Linked DNA regions of Gossypium raimondii: region 1 is linked to region 2. A link is a contact called in public Hi-C data. All regions are on one chromosome and are shown on one strand. The core of a region is the stretch at or near the end of the contact, and the rest is flanking DNA. Distances in the headings are between cores, read along the strand shown.

The links. A called contact is a pair of places that touch in the nucleus more often than the background predicts.
Region 1: a contact with region 2 is called in a Hi-C map of leaf, with 2.3 times the contacts expected there. The contact joins the promoter of LOC105784674 here to the promoter of LOC105784656 in region 2. A contact is called at or near these places in 2 of 2 Hi-C or Micro-C datasets (both in leaf).

The regions. Positions count from the first base shown.
Region 1 is chr7:21,881,969-21,884,975 of ASM2569854v1, reverse strand. It overlaps LOC105784674 (calmodulin-like protein 3), which reads right to left and starts at 1,458. Exons shown (of 1, transcript XM_012610580.2): 1 at 338-1,458. The coding sequence starts at 964. The coding sequence ends at 497. It overlaps LOC105784675 (a long non-coding RNA gene), which reads left to right and starts at 1,955. Exons shown (of 3, transcript XR_008197875.1): 1 at 1,955-3,007. LOC105784672 (protein FAR1-RELATED SEQUENCE 5) reads left to right here. Exons shown (of 3, transcript XM_012610577.2): 3 at 1-165. The coding sequence ends at 39.
Region 2 is chr7:21,698,327-21,701,486 of ASM2569854v1, reverse strand. LOC105784656 (trans-resveratrol di-O-methyltransferase) reads right to left here and starts at 1,404. Exons shown (of 2, transcript XM_012610554.2): 1 at 466-1,404; 2 at 1-383. The coding sequence starts at 1,230. The coding sequence ends at 78.

The DNA of each region.
Region 1 (3,007 bases), core at 209-2,708, 180 kb before region 2:
GAGGAACGGCTGGAAGATTCAGATTGCAGATATGTTTAGTCTATCTTCTTGCTAAGTAAAAAATGTCTAAAACATTGTACAATCCCTTATTCCACCCTTTGTTTAAATTCATCCAATGGTGATTTTACTAATGCAAACAGAAGTTAATTTGGCCCTTCCCCTTCATATTTGATTCACTATCTGACAATTTCCCAAAATATCTTAAGTAAAGGGAAACATGTGATATCTCTTTAATCTTTTATGCTTCATTTGGATGGTTGATAAGGGAAACATGGATACTAAGATGAGAAGAAAAAAAACAAACAACTCTTACCAATCACTCAAATGGAGCATTCAATAAATTAAATAATAATTTAGAAATCATAAAATCAAACTAATAATGATAGGGAGAGAACATCGCAAATTTTTTACAATAAGATGATGCATGAGAATCCAAGCTAGGCTTCCTCATCTTTTCGAACATCTTTGGTGTTTTTCTTTTTCTTTCAAATCTCTATTAACTTGAACTCAAAGCAGCAAAGCCACCACCTTTCATCATCTGCTTGAACTCTTTGAAGTTAACCATACCATCACCATCTGCATCCACTTTCTTTATCATCCTCTTGCAATCCTCTATGGTTCTCCCTTGCTTCAGCCCCAAGGATGACAAAACCGACCTCAACTCCTCCACCGTGATGAATCCGTCTCCGTTTTGATCAAAAACGTTAAAGGCTTCCTTCATGTCCTCTTCTTCGTCTCTCTCATGCATTATAGTTTGATACAGTGCTCCGAATTCGTCAATGTCCACATAACCGTCACCATTGACGTCGATTTTTTCGATCATTTGAGTAAGTTCTTTTTCTGGGATAAAGATACCCAAATTTTCTAACGATTCACTAAGCTCTTTGTTGGTGATCTTTCCATCTCCATTCTTGTCGAACATTTGAAACATTCGACGAAGCTCCGTTGGATCCATTCCTTCCATCACACACACACACAAAAAAAAAAGAATATAAAACTCTTAACAATATAAATTTGGTTGAAAGTACTAAAAAGAAAGAAGAATGTTAAGAAACAAATTAGAAGAAAAAGATGATTGAGAAAAACCAAAAGAGGAATGGGAGTTGGGAGAGACAATTAACAAAGAAATTCTGGTTTTTGGAAAATTGAAGAAAAAGAGGGATTTTTACGTTTATTGAGTAAAAAGTGGAGAAAGAAGAAGGTTTTTAAACATGCAGACTAAAAAAAGTTGGATGAAATCAACGGTTTTAACAATATGCACAACTTCTATTTTAGGAGTTGTTAATTAAAAAGTCATTGATTTATGCCTAAAATTGATACTTCTTAACGTGGGTTGGGACTAAATTCGGCATATTTGAAGTTAACGAAAGATAGGGTCAATATGCTGACATTTGGATCGTTCCCACTTGCAATTTAATTTATTTTTAATATTTTTTTCTCAAATGGAGCCCTTTTACTGTTCTTAGCACATCTTTCCTGACATCAACAAAAAAACTTGGGATATTAGATTTTCATTTTCAGGCCCGAACAGGGGTATTGTGAGGTGGAAATAAAATTGGGAGCCAAAGGATAAAAAATTATTTAAATAAGATTAAATTAAATACTTCGTAATTAGAAGGGACTAAAATTGTTATTACTCCATTTAACCAAAGGAGCCAGCCCTTAGCTATGCCCCTCGGCATGCCAGATTTAGATGAAGCTCTATTGGTTTCACGAAATGTAATACCAAATAAAACACCTTAGGCCATGGGTACTTCTATCTAGGATATCAAATAAAGTTGAACCACCTTCACCATAACTAGAAGGCTGTTCGGCACACATAACCCAGAACCAGCATTAACCTTTAACCGTGAGAAAAAGTCCAGTAAAATAAATGCAATTTCCAAGTAATTTTTAAAAACTTTCCATTAATGCCTTATTTTCAGGAATCTGATACCCATATGCATGAAAGAGCGTAACTACTCACAACCTGTTTGGTTCAATGTAATGGCATAGCCATTACAACTCAATTCTATGGGCCCACCACAAACCCTTGTTTGGTTCAATTGCTATTTAGTTTTCTATTCCCGCTCATCACTGAATAGAGGATGAATAACATTCTTTGCCCCCCCTCTAAATTGCCATTCAAAGCACGGTAGGAATGCTGAGAGATCACTTTTTTTTCATTTTTACCCTCATTTTTCATCGTCATCCTTTCTGCAGTTTCAACTACAGCCTCTACGTTCATTACTTTCTCCATTTATAAAGCCCTAAACACTATTGCCCCTCACCAATTTTTTCAATCTTTTCTTCGTAGGAATCGAGATTGTAAAAATTTCTCAATTCAGGGCAAAATCTTCAGTAAGGAAAAAAGTCCAAACTCAATTGAAGAACACATTAGCTTTTGGTTTTGATTTCAAAACGATTCAAGACAAGGTTTCTCTTCATTTAAGACCTTGGCATCATTCATTTCAATTATGGGTTCGAGCAGTTGATATTTATATGGGTTATAAGTTCCCTTCTTTATCTTCTTCTTCTTTTAATTATTTTTCTTGTTGTTAATTTGATAGTTTTTGATTGTTGGGTAATTGTTGAAATGATAGGTGTTTCAACTTCGAGTGAGTTTTGTGAAGGATCCACAAAAGAAATAAGCAATGTGGGATAAACAACATGAGTTTTTTTTTTGTTTTAGTTTTTTTAGTTTCTTTACTATTTGATTCTTGTTGATTGATTTAGCTGTTCTTAGTTCTTTAAACTACGGTCTTCGCTTTTGTGTTCTTTCAGTTCAATTAAAATGGGTTTGTTTGTTTTTACTTTTTCTGTACTATTTGATTCTTATTGATTGCCCCTTTTGTTGATTTTGTTGTTCTTAGCTCTTTGCAAATTACAGTTTTGCTTTTGTGTTCTTTCAGTTCAAATTTAAATGGGTTTGTCTGTTTTTACTTTTTTTTGTACTGTTTGATTCTTATTGATTGCTCATTTTGTTGATTTTACTGTTTTTAGCTATTGGCAAACTGCACAACATTTG
Region 2 (3,160 bases), core at 155-2,654:
AATAATGAATATTTAAAAGTTATAGGCATTCATTTAATGTATTTATAATAATTCAAAATTTTAACACAGATAATTAATTATGGAAATAACTCAATGAGACACGTTAGACCTAAAATGTGATATATTTCATAGTGAGCAAACCCAGCATGAGCAAACAGTTTACTCCATTGCTGTTCGCTTCTTTCTTGACCACCAAGGCAAACCATCATGCCCATGTCAAAAGACAGCTTAGTTTCGGTAGACTGATGTTCATCCAATTCTTGGTTCTCAATTATCATTTGCATAATCACGATTTTCCCTCCATTTTCTTTCTTCCCAATTTCCTCTTTACATCTCTCTAGTATCTTTATACAGTCTTGGTCACTCCAAGTATGTAATATCCACTGCAATCAAGTAGATGATGAATAGAATAAGGTTAAATTTTAATTTTCAAGACAACAAATTAATTAGAGATAATAAACAAACCTTTAGCATGATCATATCTCCATGGGGAACTCCTTCAAACATGTTTCCACCAAGATAATTCAAATTTTCACATCCTTGCAAGCCATGAACAACATGGGGAAGATCAAAGACAGTGAATTCCGTTTGAGGAAAAGCCTTAGCAAATACCTTTGTTATGATTCCCGTCCCACCCCCAACATCAACCACTGACTTCAACCCCTCAAAAACTCCTTTGCACTTACTAAGCACCACGCTCGCCGCCAGAAGCCCATCACTGGCCATCGCATCATTAAAGAAATGATTCACCCTCGGCTCATGCCCGGCATAATCCCACATACTCTCGCCGTGAGCTGCGCTGAATGCTGTAGGATGGTCAAGGTTTTGGAACCAATAACTTAAATATTGCCATGGTTTCAGTAAAACGGGGTCAAGCATTCCGAGTATAAAGGGAGTTGAACTCAAGGGATAATCCTTTCGGAGAAGATGAGAAACAGTGGTGAGGACATAAGCTCTCTGTTGGTCAGTTGAGTTGGTTTTGGATTCAGCAAAGAAGCCAGAATGAAAGAGGATGCGCATGAGGCGGTGGAGGCAGTGGAGTTTTGAATGATGGATACCAAGAGCCAAAGCTAGGTCTGAAAGATTCATGGCTTGGCCGTGGTTGTGGATGATATCTGGTATTTGTAGTTCGACAGCGCATTTCAGTGACATTGAGCTTATGAATCTGAACGTATGGTTCCAAACATGAGCCTGAGCTTCAAGCAACTCATCAAGATTAATTAATCTCATCTCCTTTTATCAAATCCATTTCTTTTTATCAAGTAATTGGTGTACAAGCCCAATTTTAACCCTTCCCAAACCCATTACAAAACAACCCACCAGCCCAAACCCAAGACCCAAAACAGACCCAAAGCCCAACTACTAGCCCAATAATCCCAAACACCTCAGCCCAATTACAAACAAACCCTAACCCAAACACTTAAAACATTTTCAGAAAAAAAAAACCTAACCCCTAACCCTAGCCGCCGCACCTAGCCCACTTGCCCCCTGCCATCGCCGCGCCGCACGTCACGTCTCTGCCATCACCAACTCCACCCACTTGCCTGCAAAATCAGAGAAAGAAATGACAAGTAAAGAAAAAAATAATAGATCAAAATATTGTAAACGTGGCTATAAAGCCATAACAACCAATGTAAAAGAGGGATTTGGTTTTTTTCTGGGAGATTTTGAAGAAAAAGAAATAGAAATAGAAAAAAAGGTGGTTACAGATTTGGATCTAAAGGTTTCTTTTAATTTTACTTCTTTTTACTCTATTTATTTTTGTTTTATTTTAAAATATACGAAAATACAAAAAAGAATAAAAGGAAAGATTTTTACCTTCGTTGGTGGTCTTGGAGTGCTCGGGAGGCCAAGGAGTGCGTGGAAGAGAAAAGGAGGAAACTTTTCGGTTCGTCGTGCACGTGTCTGGCTGACGGCTAATGGCCGACGACCGTGGCGACCGCACGGTGGCCGGATTCTGGGGAGAAGAAGGAGGTTTGAGAGACAAAAAGGGGAAGGGTTTTGAATTTTTTTAGAAAAGTGGCAGAAATAAATTTTTTAAAAAAATTTTTGGGCTTAAATAGGCCCCCAAAACGACGCCGTTTTGGGCAGGCCTCTCAGGCACCAAAACGACATCGTTTTGGTTGACCCGATTCGCCCGACCCGCTTCCAAGGATCCGCGCGTTTTCGTTTAAGGGTCTATTTTCGCAATTAGTCCCTTTGATTTTGTGGCACTTTCAGGACAGTTTTTCGCATATTTGCAATTTCGGCCATAAGTTTCTCTTTTGTTTAAATTTGCTCCATAGACTATGAGCTTGGACTTCGCTTGAACGGCGTCGTTTGGTCGGTGTGGAATATTTCCTAATTGGCCCTTCTATTTTTCGCGCGCCTCACATTTTGATCCCTTACCCTATTTTATTTTTGATTTCAGCCCTGAGATTTCGCCTCAGTTTTGATTTAGTCCTATTATTATTATTATTATTATTATTATTATTATTATTATTTTCATTAATAATTACTATGTAATTTTAAATATATGTGCTATGTTATATTATCATTATTATATAAGTGTTTAGACATTACATATATTTTATCTAATATATATAAATTTTATATATATATATATATGCATATTTATACGTATATCTATATTCCTTTTTTTCTTATAAATATATGTATACATACTTATATATGTATTTTACTTAATAATTTTTAAATATACATATGTACATACATTTTTTTTCATATGTTATAATCGTCATATAATCTTCTTTTTATGTTCATTTATGTATTTGTTTATATGTTCATTTTATGTTTTTAGTTTATTTATTTATTTATTTGCTATGGAATGTATGATTGATCTATTATTCGCTTTATTCATATTTTTTATTCACTTCACCATGTTTATTATTCCATCATGCATATAAACTTCATATTTCAAAAAAGGAAAATATTTCAAAATAAGGCAATATTTTGCGTTTGGAAATTCGAGGAACGTGCCCTAAGGTACTGGGTTTCGATTTCTCGTTCGACCAAATAGCTAAATATCCTTTTAAAAACTTTTCAAAAATAAGGCAATGTTTTGCGTTTTGAAATTCGAGGAACGTGTCCTAAGGTACTGGGTTTCGATTTCTCGTTCGACCAAATGACTTAATATCCTTTTCAAAAATTTTCAAAATAA